Linked DNA regions of Danio rerio: region 1 is linked to region 2. The links are chromatin contacts, called in public HiChIP or PLAC-seq maps. All regions are on one chromosome and are shown on one strand. Each heading gives the region's core, a stretch centred on a gene start, on an enhancer-like site or on the middle of the called end of the contact. The rest is flanking DNA. Distances are from core to core; before and after follow the strand shown. Region 1 holds the start of rapgef2a (Rap guanine nucleotide exchange factor 2a). Region 2 holds the start of msmo1 (methylsterol monooxygenase 1).

Evidence for each region. HiChIP or PLAC-seq counts read pairs in DNA pulled down with a chosen protein or histone mark.
Region 1: an H3K4me3 HiChIP or PLAC-seq map of gastrula embryo shows a contact between it and region 2, with 3 times the contacts expected there. The contact joins the promoter of rapgef2a here to the promoter of msmo1 in region 2.

The regions. Positions count from the first base shown.
Region 1 is chr1:22,765,404-22,769,258 of GRCz12tu, forward strand. It overlaps rapgef2a (Rap guanine nucleotide exchange factor 2a), which reads right to left and starts at 1,433. Exons shown (of 27, transcript XM_073950842.1): 1 at 759-1,433.
Region 2 is chr1:22,437,921-22,441,596 of GRCz12tu, forward strand. msmo1 (methylsterol monooxygenase 1) reads right to left here and starts at 2,362. Exons shown (of 6, transcript NM_213353.1): 1 at 2,323-2,362.

The DNA.
Region 1 (3,855 bases), core at 183-2,682, 330 kb after region 2:
TTGCGTAACACTTTGTCTTCTATTGGCATACATAGATATATTGATGTTTCAGGTCAAATTTACATGCATAAGCAGTTTCCTAGTTTTATAAACCAAATTATTCAGACACTGTTGAATGTCAGGCTGAGTTTAACAAGCAATTGAATCGAGATGTTTTAAGCGAGCTTTAGTTGCACAAACTATTTTCTAGTTGTGTAAACAATATTGAGACAGAAGACTTTGTAAGTCAGCTTGGATTATATAAATGGTCTTGTTGCGAAGTTGTAAGTTAGCTTCAGTTGTATAAACAACTTTCTAGTTTTATAAACTAAAACATTTTAATTTATAAATCTAAATCCATATGTTGAGATGTTCTAAAGCAGCTTGAGTTGCACAATTCATTTATTAGTGTATAAACAAACTTTCTGAGATGCAAGTCAGCGTAAGTCGTATAAACATACCTTTGAGACATTTTTTATGTGAGTCAGCCTAGACTGAGTAAACCGGGAACAGAATCGACTGCTACACCAATGTATGGACCAATTTATTGAGTTGTATTTCAGCTTGAGTTGTGCAAGCTTTTAGTTGTAAAGTTATAACTAAATTGGGCGTTGCAACACAACTAAAACTATTGCACTGAGACGTTTTAAAGTCAGTTTGGATTGTTTACATCGATTCATTTACACTGCTTCCCTAAACTGTAACTTTAGTTATTGTGTAGCAGCAAACTGCGTTTGTTCCCTATTTAGGCAGCATTAATACAGTAGTATGTCTCATACCTGTTGCGTCCTGTCGGCTGGGATCTTCATGATCGCGTGCCGAAAACTATTGTCCACATATGACGCCATTCTGTCCGCGTGCATTCACATGTAACAATAGATCTCCTTTATATACGCTCGTTCATTTCCTCTAGCGATTTCGACTCATTTTTTTAAAGAGTAGTCATTTGTAACACTCCTTAAGTTACCTAAATGACAAAAAAAAATGTCTCGAAGCGGGCCGGGTTTCGAGCCCCGGTCTGGAGTTGAGTACAGAGCTCGGGTAACAGTAGATCCTCTTAGCGACGTCACAGTTACAGAGCACAAACACAAAGTTAAAAGTTTATAGCGCTCAATAATCTTTTCCCATAGACAGCGAAAAGATGATAGTGTAACAGAACCACATCTGTGTCGAGTAACATCACTGAAGCAACTAATTAGCAACTAAAACGTCCAGAAATGTCTGGCAGTCTCTTGTGTCCAGATGGAGGTTCACGGATATAACGTTACAAACGCAAACTCCGTAGTTTCGGGGTCGCTGTTCATCACTCCGCGTCCGGCGGGTCTCCTCCTCAGTCGAAGAGCCTGCAATAAACAGATGATATCCCAAGTGCGGGTAGTTTAACTAAGTGACGTGCGTCCATAGCGACTGTGCGACAGACTCCAAGCGGACGGGCGGGGTGAAACTGGACCGGTGACAACGCTGTGATTCACAAGAGTTGAAGTAAGAATTAAACGGCGGACCTGTAGCGCCTCCAGTGGACACTATTGGAACGTCGAGGTAGATTCATTTTAAAATAGTTTGTTGGGTTAAAATAAAAAAAAAACATTTGATATATATATATATATATATATATATATATATATATATATATATATATATATATATATATATATATATATATATATATATATATATATATATAAACGAATAAAGATTTAAGTTCATGCCAACGTACATAATCTTATGTCAAAACAATGATTATTGTAATATAATACATGTTGAAAATACAAATAAAAAATGTTAACACCTTGACTGATATTTCACATAATTTTACCCTCTTCTCCTGTCCTCATTTCATAGTGTTTAGGGAAAGTAATGGTATATAAATTACAAAAAGATATAAAAAAAATAAGATTATATATATATAATATATATATATATATATATATATATATATATATATATATATATATATATATATATATATATATATATATATATATATTCTATTTTTTGCAACAGTATGCTGTGCAATTTCTGAAGTAGTGGGGGATTTTTAATTAGTTTATTTTGAAAATGGTTCATAAATCATACAGAATTAAGTATTTTGAAAATGTTGCGATAGTTTTTGTAAGGGTTTGAAAATACAGCTTATTTATCTGGAAACAACAAATGATACAAATGAAGAGCAAACATGTTTCATCAAATGATTCTTGAGTTGCATTAATTAATAATATAGACTGGAGAAAAGCTTAGTTGTTGCCTCATAAACACTTTCTTCCTAATAAAACTAAAGAAATCCACTTTCAAATATTGCATAAAATATATCTGGTTAACACGTTAATTTCAAAATATGTTGACATAAAAATGTGTCAGATTTTTGGTTCTATTGAAGAACTGTAGTCTATTGACTTTGATTTGATTTAGATAGCTTTCCTGTAATGCTCTTAATTTATTAATTATCATACACTTGTAATTTACTTACCCCTTTCTTTGTTTTTTAGTGTTTTTTCTTTCTGCAGTTAATATAACTCTTTTATATTGATCTCCTGATTGTGGTTGTATATTTTCATTCATGAATATATTTTTTAATTGACAATTCCGTTTAGTACCTTAAACGTCCAGCAGAGTACGCTAGAATGCAGTACATTGAGTGAACGCTAGTTAGTTTGAGGCCACCAGTCGCTCACAAAATTTTAGAGGTTTAATAAAAGGCAAAAGGTTTATGTTTTTTATATAAATAATACATAATTTTACATCATGTAAAAACTCTTGCAAAAGAGATGATTCTTAAATGGTTCTTTCACATAGTAACAGTTCTGCTGTGAACAGAATTATCCTCTTATTCTGAAATGGTGTTATTTATTTCATTAACTGACCAAGCATCTCAGGTTTTCTGGAGCTCAACTATCAACACAGACTGACAAAACTCCCTCAAAATTAATTCTTCCTTAAAATGTTTGTACATTTTAGCTTTTAAATGTATACAAATTTTCTGTCAACTTTTAAAAATGTAACTTGTTTACTCTCTCTTTCTGATTTTAGCTTAACACGTGACAGGTAAATAACATGGAAGTGTAATTCAGATGCGGTGAAATCTAAAAACTTCCTCATCTGCAGAGAATACGACATTTCATTTGACCAAAATACACTCATAATGATGGACAGAAAGACACCACAGAGGATTGTATTTTTAACTGGAACTCGGACTACAGTGTGTCTATTTTCTATTTGATTATTTTCACTATACTTTAGCCTATTTATTGCTGTTCAGTGTCAGTTGTTATTTCATTAATGTATTCAGCTAATATTGCCACTAGATGACAAACCTGACAAAGTTTGAAAAAATGTCCAGAGGTCATTTAATCTATACTATTTTATTAGGATTTATAGACAAAAATAACTATAAATAAACTACCAAAAATGAGCTATGGGACATTCAACCAGAAACATGCATTTTCGCTTATAAAAATGTGACAGAGCCCGACTTTAGCTTGCCGTCCTCAAAAAATAAATAAATAAATAAATAAATAAAATTCATACAAAAACAAAGCATAAAATCATAGAATTTAACGACAGAACACATCCTTGATTACTGTCAGCTACTTCTTTGTCAAATGATGTCACTTCCGAGCCATAGCCCAGTTTTGCACACATTTTATGTTAAATTTAATGCAAATGTGACCGGACTGACAGATACATGGGGACAATTGTAAAATAGTATTTATTTGTAGATTTTTTTTATAATTTCATGTTTTTAAATCAATTGATGTGAATGATAACAACTTAGACTGGCTATTTCTGTTTTTTTTTTCTCTAAATAACTAAAATAATAATTAATTATAAATAATATTTTTTTTTAGCAAAACTAATAAAGCTGTAAGGCAGGGCAAG
Region 2 (3,676 bases), core at 1,112-3,611:
AGTTCAATATTGTTGACTTAAAAATGTTTATCATTAAAGAAAAAAAAACTGAATGTTTCTCATTTTAATCTAAATAAACAAAAAATGAATAAAAACTACAGATACCTAATCTGAACCTAAATGATCCAAATGCAATAAATTCCTAAATCTAGTATAAAATGTAAACATTTTTTTGAAATGCAAAAATTATTAATAAAATAAAACTAAATAAATATTGAAAAATTCAGCCCAGATGCTGCTAGACCTTTAAGATTTGAGCTTTACAATAAAAAGCAAAAACAACAAAATAAATTATAAATCAAATCTTTAATAATTTCACAATTATTAACTTTGCTTTATAATATTTAATAATCGTTCGTTACAAAACAAGCTTCTCAGGTTTAGGCATAGGCCGCTATAATATTTTGACGGTATGATACCTTGGATAAAAATATCACGGTTTTGTGATTACTGCTCTAAAATAAATTATTTTTAAATGTCTAGGTAAAAACCTAAAACTTGTTTCCCCTTTGAACACAATATATTTTTTTTTGACAAACATTAAAAATATTTTGTTACAGTAAACATGTCAGGCTGAATTATTAAAATGAATCATTGGATTCTGCGGTCTTCATTAAAACAGATTTCTTTACAATTTAAAACGGCGTCTTTGAAGATCTTTTCTGCTGGGGATACTGTTATCCTAAAAAAATAAAAGCAAACAAGCAAACAAAAAAATCTTATCGATACCGTAATAACAGTAAAGCTTACGGTAAAGTTTAAAAACCTTGACTTTCCAAACTGTGGTATACCTTGAAAATAGTTATCATCCCATGCCTACTCAGGTTGCATAACTATAAATAATTCTAATATTAAACATAAAATGCTGGAAAGTTTTTTACAGGAAAGTTGAGGTAAAGTTGGTTTCATATTCGCACATTCCTTCAAAACAACTTCTCACTTCAAAACATTAGCACTATTTAATCAACTGTGAACAATGTTGTGCTTTGATAGTCATTGGCTGCTAAAGTGATTTACCCATTTAGAATTTGCAAATAATAATTTTCTGTAGGGATGCTCGATCGATCGGTATCTGTATATAGTTATATAGAGCTTAAATAATCAGAATCGGTACTTGGTATCGGCAAATCAACATGATGAGGAATCGGCACTCTGTATCTGTTAAAATATCCTGATCGGAGCATCCCTACTTGTCTGAAATGATATTATTAAGAAGAAAGTCTGAATGTGCGAATATAAAACCAACTTTGCCCTAATCACAGAAAAGTGTTACATTAAATATTATGGGTAAATATTAGGTGGCTCCATGTTTATTATTTTAAAACCATACATTACAAAATAAGCTAAAACACTACAGGTATGTGTAAATTATTATGGTTTAATATTAGGCTGCTCCATGTTTATTAACCAGTCTGGCTATTAAATCACTTCATAATACACTTTAAAATGAATACAGATGATAAAATAACAATTACAACCTACACATATTTACAGTAATCTCTTCATTTTGTAAATAATTCTTTTCTAAAATGATATTGTTAAGAAGAAAGTCTGAATGTGCGAATATAAAACCAACTTTACCTCAATAGTTTGTTATTGTGATTTTATCATGTGTATTCATTTCAAAGTTTATGTGATTTGAGACTGAACATGGAACAGCCTAATATTTAACCATAGTATTTTATGTAACATTTTGAAAGTGTCACATAAAACATTATGGTTAAAGTTAAATATTAGGCAGCTCTGTTTATTATTTTAATAACCATACATTACAAAACAATCTTCACAATAATTAGAATTACACAAATGCCAACATAAATTAAGGTTATATATTAGGCTAACTTACTCCATGTTAATTAACCGTTCAGGCTCTTAAATCTCATAACATAATACACTTTAAAATAATTACAGATGACAAATTACAATAACGTACAAACATTCATTGTGTATGCGTGATGTGAGCGATTTAACGTTACCTATTTAGAATCTGAAAATAATGCTTTTCTGAAATGACATTATTAAGAAGAAAGTCTGAATGTGCGAATATAAAACCAACTTTACCTCAATTAACAAACTACAAATATTTAATCTCTAAAAACGTTTATCCCTCAAAAGCAAATATCTATCGAAACAATCCCTCAAATCAACAGGAAGTCCAGCAGTAATACTGAAATTGATCTTGTTTACACTCTTCTGCAGCAGCAACGCTACATCATGTATTCGAAAAAGCGCAAATATTCTAAATGTCATATTTATTAAATTATATCTGAACAACAAACGTGTGAATATTTAAGAGTGTTGATTTCTATGTTGTTGACTCACCTGTGAGAAGAAGTCCTTCTACCTGCGTTAACTGTAGGACGCTTTTAATGTAAAGAAAGTTCACATAAGACCATTGGATGAGGCAAGAGGAGAGGACGAGTGCGGGCTGAAGACGGGCGCCGATTGGCTCAGATTAGAAGGAGACTGACGTGTGCGGGTAGAGACGGCACTCTGATTGGTTGAGGGAATGAACTGGCGATAGCCAGACCTCGATTTTTCGCAGATCCACCCAATTAAAAAGCGCGAGTGTTTCATAACCTCAACGAACTGAAGCGAGAACTTTTCCTTTTTATGACGAGCCTCAAATTATGATCAATGAAATGTATGTAATGTCTTGGGAAATTAATGTTTCCTATTGTTTTAAAAAACACTTCTGTGTATAATATGCTGTGCCTGTATGATTTTTTTAGATTTATTTTTAATGTACAAATTAGTAAAACAGAAGTTATAAATTATATTATTATATATAATTTTTACGAAATTGTTCAGTTCTTGTTATCATGTTTATTATGTCATTAACTTAATTTTAATAACTGTGCTGTCATAGTTCTGATGTATGAATTTATTATATACAATTATACCTTATTTTATATTGTTTCAGTATTAGTTTAAAGTTTTATTCTTTTTATTTTATTTTAATTCATAATTATTTTTTTACCTTGAATACAAAAAATGAGCTTAAAATATTGTTTATATTTTTATATTGTTTTTATATTTGTTACTTTTTGGCATCATTATACAAGTTTTAAGCTTGTTTTGTGTATTATTATTTTATTTTTAATACTTGGTTTATCTTGTTTGTTCTCATTTCAACAGTGAAAAATGAATAAATCTGAATTTATAAAAATGTTTAGATTATATTGCATTACATTGTAGTGCTAAGGATTTCCCACTTAATACAGTACTGTACTTGGTAATATTTATTCACAGTTTATATATATTTTTCATTTGCTAATTTGTATTATACTATTATTTTGTTTACTTACTATTGTTTTTTAATACTTAATTTTTTATAAAAATGTAATGATAATACTTAAAGAAAAATACTTGAAAAGTATTTCAATTTACTGTATGGTTTAAATTACTGTATATTTAATTTGTTGCTATTATTATCATTATCAGAGGCGACACTAGCTCAGTTGTCTGTCACCTCACAGCCAGAAGGTCGCTGGTTCAAGTCTTAGCTGGAGTTTGCATGTTCTCCTCATGTTAGCATGGGTTTCCTCCGGGTGCTCCGGTTTCCCCCACAGTCCAAAGACATGCAGTATATGTGAATTGGGAAAACTAAATTGTCCATATTGTATGTGTGTGAATAAGTGTGTATGGATGTTTCCCAGCGATGGGTTGCGCTGGA